Linked DNA regions of Gossypium hirsutum: region 2 is linked to region 1. Evidence: chromatin contacts called from public Hi-C data. All regions are on one chromosome and are shown on one strand. Each heading gives the region's core, a stretch centred on a gene start, on an enhancer-like site or on the middle of the called end of the contact. The rest is flanking DNA. Distances are from core to core; before and after follow the strand shown.

Evidence for each region. A called contact is a pair of places that touch in the nucleus more often than the background predicts.
Region 2: a contact with region 1 is called in a Hi-C map of leaf, with 2.2 times the contacts expected there. The contact joins the promoter of LOC107920448 here to the promoter of LOC107919425 in region 1. A contact is called at or near these places in 2 of 34 Hi-C or Micro-C datasets (both in leaf).

The regions. Positions count from the first base shown.
Region 1 is chrD13:9,411,077-9,414,269 of Gossypium_hirsutum_v2.1, reverse strand. It overlaps LOC107919425 (G-type lectin S-receptor-like serine/threonine-protein kinase At4g03230), which reads right to left and starts at 1,568. Exons shown (of 8, transcript XM_041108582.1): 1 at 221-1,568; 2 at 1-45. The coding sequence starts at 1,541.
Region 2 is chrD13:9,687,542-9,690,734 of Gossypium_hirsutum_v2.1, reverse strand. It overlaps LOC107920448 (diacylglycerol kinase 5), which reads right to left and starts at 1,621. Exons shown (of 13, transcript XM_041110221.1): 1 at 1,266-1,621; 2 at 399-605; 3 at 204-326; 4 at 1-53. The coding sequence starts at 596.

The DNA of each region.
Region 1 (3,193 bases), core at 319-2,818:
GTACTGAGTTTGTGCCACAAGTCTCACAATTTCTAGTTGATGCTTCTGCAAAGTAGAATAGATATAGTTAAATCAAGCTTTTGCTTCATATTGCTGCAAATTGCCTTATGAAATCTTTACAGTACTCTTTGAATGCTGCTATTTCAACATCAGGCTAGAGATAAATAGCTAGCAACAGTTTTTGCGTTTTTTTCTTGCTCATTTGTACGGAGTAAAATACCTATATCGGACAATGCTACCCGTATGTTGAGATCGTAGCCATCGTCTTCATCCTCCTGAAGATCTTTGAGATCCTCTGACCAAATCAAGCATGAAGTAGTGTAGTCTCTCTGGCCTTCAAATGAATAAGCCTGGCACTGACAGTTCTTGAGGCACTCCCCTCTGCAATCTGTTTCATCCTTGGCCTCGTACGATGAGTCTGAATTTTCTGCTTTCATTCTTTTCAAGCTCAAGAAGTAATTGCCACATGATGATGTATGGTTTCTGGAGCAACTGTCCGAAAACTCTCCGGCTTTCCATTTGTCCATGAATTTAGGTTGGAAACCCGGTAAGCACTTGCATGGCAACCCGCTGTTGGTATTACAGGTGCCAAAGTTGCCACAAAAATTGAACACACTACAATTATTGTTTGGCTCCGACCATATCGAGGACCAACTGTTCATGTCTGCATCGAAATCCCAATACTGTAATTTTCCATTGAAAGTCATTACCATTCTTTTATCTTGGTAAACTCTTGGGTTGTTACTCTGGCTAAAAGTCAAGAAGTTGACTATTGTAGGAGGCAGTTCATCCGATTTAATGATTTTACCTGCATCTGGCCTACTTGATTTCCAGTGAATGGTACTCTTTTCCATTACAACAAGCTGCTCCACTCCTTGATCTTGCTTAAATATGAAGTTCCCTGATGATGGATCTTCTTCACTGCTCCATGAAGTTAATAAAAACTTTGCGTCCATCTTCATACCGAAAAGAAACGTATCTGTTGGTTCAGTAAAGCTTTCCCATAGATTGACCCTCAACCGTTCATCGAGTAGAATGAAGTTACCGGTATCGTTAAGCTTCGCCACAAGTTTCGAACGCTTAGCTCCACGCTGTGTGGACCAGTAAATTTTCCCTCTCTCATCGGATAACTTCAGTTGGTCATTTGCAATAGATAAAACTCCAGTCCTATCTAAAATTGGATTGTCTCTATTAGCAACCCAAACCACTATCTGTGAATTGGAAGCATACCATATCCCCACATATCTCTTCACATTAGAGCCTCTTGATGGACCAAAGAACCCCAATTGAAATCTATTTCCAGCTGAAACAAGAGTTTGTCCATCTGCAAGCCCGCTTTCAATAGTAATATTATCCCTAGCAAAGCAGGCCTGAAGAGCAGAAAACAGTATGAAAATTGTGTAGCAAGATAAGATGGAAGAAAGGGTGTTAAGAACTGACCACCGACAACTTGTTCTCATCTTCTCTTGAACACAAATTTTCTCCAAACAGAAGAAACTTTCTTCTTTATGGAAAATGAGTGGGCAGCTGGTAAAGTCCATGTTAACTTCATTAAAAATAAAGTAAATATTCAGGAATCTTAAAAGGGGATGGGTGGAGTACTAGTTTATTCTTATTCCCTAATGCATGCGTTCTGGAAAATTAATAAAATATATGGTATGAAATGTCAAAGCTGGTGTCCGCTTTTTTTAATCCCACGAAAATTGATGTCTTGTGTCATTGAATTTTAATTATATATTTACCTATAAAATACGGACGAAAAGTAGTTGATTGATGAAAATTTTATGTAATAAATAATTAAATATGATGTTAGTTGAAGTAGTAAAAAGTTATAAATATGATGTTTTGAGTTCACGTACAAATATTTTTCTAAATTTCATATAAAAAATAAAATTACTCTCAAAATCTTATGCTTTGTAAAGTTAAAGGATTTTTTTATAAATTCTCCACTAATTAAATTGAACAATAAATAATCATAAATATTAGTAAGTATAGATTATTTGAATTTTGCTTTCAATGAGAAATCCAACACCATAACACCATATTTTTATATAGGTTTTGAATTTACTAAAAAAAGTCAGTTTTTTCCATTAAATTTGACTCGTTTTTATATTTTCTTGTTCGACCCGATTCTCCTAAAAACCTAAATTTAAAGAAGAGTTGAGGAGTTGATTGTATACAAACAGAAATTGGCAGACTCTACCGAGATATTTGGAAACCTAAGTGGCTGGTTGAGAATAATTGGATTTTAATTTTGGTTTAGTTAGCTTCAAACCAGCCAATTCCGTAGTGGGAGACAAAATGATTAGGAATGAGTGATTGTATTGGTCTGTGGCGGCCTTGCCAATGGAGTATATATATAGGTGTGCGTGGAAACAGAATTCTTCTCAATTCTGTTTACCAATTTTTCTCTCTATAGCATCGTCTTCTTCGGTCGCTCCGAAGAAGAAGAGGATGTAGCTAAAGGAAGCTCTGCATGTTGCAACCGTCGCATGAATTGAAGTCTGGAAGTAGAAAATTGGAAAACTGATAAACTCGCTTATCTCTCTATCCTCGTGGATTGAAGGAAGAACTAGAGTATCTTTAAAGTTTCTATATAATTATGGACACTAGGTTTTTAATGTTTGAACACCTTTAAGTTAACCGATAAATGGTTGTTATGCTTAACTAACATGACAAAAGAGTCTCTAGTGTTGGGCAAGCTATGTTGTCGAGGATTAAGAAAGCAATGTGAGTTTTTGTACTTTGCCCTTGGGTGATCGTTGATAATGTTTGTTTGAATGGTTTGTGTCTGAGTTATCTAGAATTGTGGCTGTGTATAGAAAAGGGTAAATGGGCATGCTGAATAATGAATGATACCATGAAAGTGTGTACACTGGATGCAAGAGTAAATGATTTGTCTAAGTAATCAATGGCGTATTGTGTGATATGGTGATAAGTGTAATGTCTTGAGAGATATATTTATATATATAATATGTATACGGAGTAAGGAGGGAAATTTCCTTGACTGGGTAGATGAAGATAAGAATAATTGGTGGAATGGATGAATGAGCGGACTGAATAGGAAATCAAGAGAGTTTAATTAATTGAATCAGTGAGTTTATAGACTTAATTGAATCAGAGATTTGACCATTTGTAATTGACCAACAATTAATTAAAGTAATTTGAGAGAATTAATTAAAGTAATTAAAGT
Region 2 (3,193 bases), core at 372-2,871, 280 kb before region 1:
AGATCACAAACAACCCCCAGAAGCCAGCCAGCTGTCCCATCACCACCAGCAACCTAAATATCAATCTAGATGTAAGGAATAAATAACAAAATAAAATACCAATATTTGAATTAAAAATAGCTGCAGTGATGGTCGCTGTTATTTATAGCCGCCTGAAAAAAAATATAGACCTGTAAGATTTTACAGTATCAGGCTCGACTTACAATTATTCTTAATCTCTCATGAATCTTCGTGGCAAATTCATCTTTTTCTTGTTTCAGCTTTTCTAGTCTGGTGTAAACTCTGCGAAGCACCTTATCAGGGGCCTCTTCCCCCACATCGAAAATCTGAAATTAATCACACTAAGATTAGCCATAAATCAAATATTTCCAACATGCATTCTGAAAGAGTAATGGTACCTGATGCTCATTGAGGACACTTCTATATGTATTAAGAAGATCGCCACCCAATTGACCACCACTTTTGGAGTTGATAAACACAAGCACTGGAAACTCAGGTACATCACGAAGATCAGAAAATTTTGTTTCATCATTAAATATATACGCAGGAATGTAGAATTCCTTCAAAAAGTCAGAGTCCGACTCAGATTCTGCCATTGTTGCCAACTGTATTATGAAAATGACCACTGATCGTCAAAACCAAGGTACCACAGAAAATTACCGCGGATAAAAACAAATATTTGAAAAACATAATATACAAGAACTTTAAAAGTCGACCAAGATGAACCAAGAAAAAGATTGATTATAAGTAATAGAGCTATAAAGTTTCTTATGTTAAGTCCCTGCAGTAATTATTTCCAGCAGCTCATTCACTCAACAATAACAACAACAAAGCGATTTATAATACCATATCGGCTTACTTGTAAGTTATACCACGAGCAATTTATCCATAACAAAAGGATAAGAAGAAAAAAAAAAGGGTTCAAAACAGAAAGAAAAGTCAACTCGCTTTAGATCATCATTCAAAACAGTAAAAGGATTTACGTTATGATATATGATTCGGATTCAGGCATTTTAACAAACACATGAAACGTAAAACAACAAAGATTCAAGGAAAATGAACTCAACCGAATTTGGTTACTGTTGAACTGAAGCTTAGAAAGGCTTTCTCCCAGTTGCAGAATTGAGAATTACAACACCAAACAAAGAGTGAAAAGATAGATTCGATAAGCTTTGCTGAATTTGAAACAAGGAAATGAGGAGAGATCGGTGTGATTAGAAGCTGAATTTTGATTGAGAGAAGAAGAAGCGAGATTTATGGGTTACCTGGAAAATGAATCAGCAGAGATCTGATTTCGTAGCGTACTTCCTTTCTTAATCTAAAGTGTAGACAAATGCGAAGAACAGTGGACGTTAAGGAAACGGAAGGAAATTTCAAGGGATCTTCAAGATTTGGAAGGGCTAAGCGTTAAAACGTGTGGTGGGGGAAAGTAATAAGGAAATGAATCTTCTTCTGTCGTTGCCAAGCAGCCCCTATGATTCTTCGTTGAAGTAAAAACTTCGATAACCCATGCCGACGACAGATTGCACTTGGCAAAAATTTTTTGGTAGGGTCTACCATGCTTGATCCAATGATTCCCTTTTAGAAAAATACTTTCCCTTTTAGCATCATTTTCTATTTAGTCCTAATGATTAATTTGGTTTTTAACCATTATATCTTCTTCTTTTTTTAATTTAACTCTCAATTGCTTAAAAATGGTGGAACCTAATCTTCAGTTTTTCAAAAAAAATTATTAGGTTAAATTTTTAAATATGAAAATTCAGGTATACTTTATACTAATGTTTTTGAATTTTTATATACTTTTCAAATTATTAATTTTTTTTATAATTTTTAAATTATTTATTGACATTAAATATTAATAAAAATAATACCATATCAATATGAAATACATGTAAACATGCCAATATCATTAAAAAATTAATACTTTGTCAATATTTCTGTAAATAAAATGATTTGACTTTTTTTAAAGTTAATGACTAAATTTAACGAAAAAATAAGAGTTAAATTAACGAAAATGTAAATGCTGAAAGATATATTTGTTTTCAAACAACCTTTTAAATTATGAAAAACATAAAATATCCACACATAATAATTCAATCATGTTGCTTGTTAAGGGGAAATTAGCTCTTTTATTGGTAGTGTTTTTATCCACTAAGACCTTTTAAAGGCTTGGCTTCAAATTTCATCAACGTCAAAATGATAAAATATTTTCTTGATGGGTCTTAGGCGCTCCTGATAAATTTTATGAACCCTTTTGGGCTCTTCTTGGAGGAGACAAAATTTTAGGTCTAAAATCAAATATAAATACCTTGAAAACAATATCTCAACTGTTTAAAGCCCGAATCAACATCTTAAAGAACAACACTTCAAAACTTCTCCTGATAAAAAAGTGGACACTAACCGTAGTTTGAAATCTATATGTATAAATATATATATTGTTCTTTTACTTATTTTACATTCTTTAAAAAAAAAAAACTCTTCATGCCTTACATCTATAATTACTTATAGTTCATCCCCAACTTTTAAAAAGAAGGACAATACGTTTCAATGTATTCAAATCCATAACCTCTTGCACCGATAATAATACCAATACTAATCGAACTAAAATTCAATCGAAAATTATAAAAACATTATTACTACTGAGTAGTTTTTTTAATTACTATGTATGCATTATACTTTCGAATAATAATTATAATGTCTAAAAATAATAAAATGTTTTCAGAATCCATTATATTTTAGTAAATAGAGATATTTTGTGTCATTTAAATAAAATATAATAAAATATAATCGTAAAAGGTTTTTTTTAAAGGTAAATTTAAAAAGTTAAATAATGAAAATATTTTAAATAATTTATAAAGTGTGAGAATTTGATATATATATATATTTTTTTAATTTTACAAACAATTTTAAAAAGTGATATGTAATTTTTTAATATTTTACTATTGTACCAAATAATTTCTCTATTATAAATTATATTATTACATTACAATCAATTGTTTTTAACAAACATTTTAATTAAAGGAAATTATTTGGTATACTGATATTATTAGTGTATTAGGGATTGACAAGTGTCTTATAAAAGTATAATAAAATATTAAAAAATACATTGTATTATTTTTACAGTTGCTTGTAAAATTAAAAAAAAAAGTACACTACGAGTATACTAAATACAAACCATTTAATTAATTGTTTT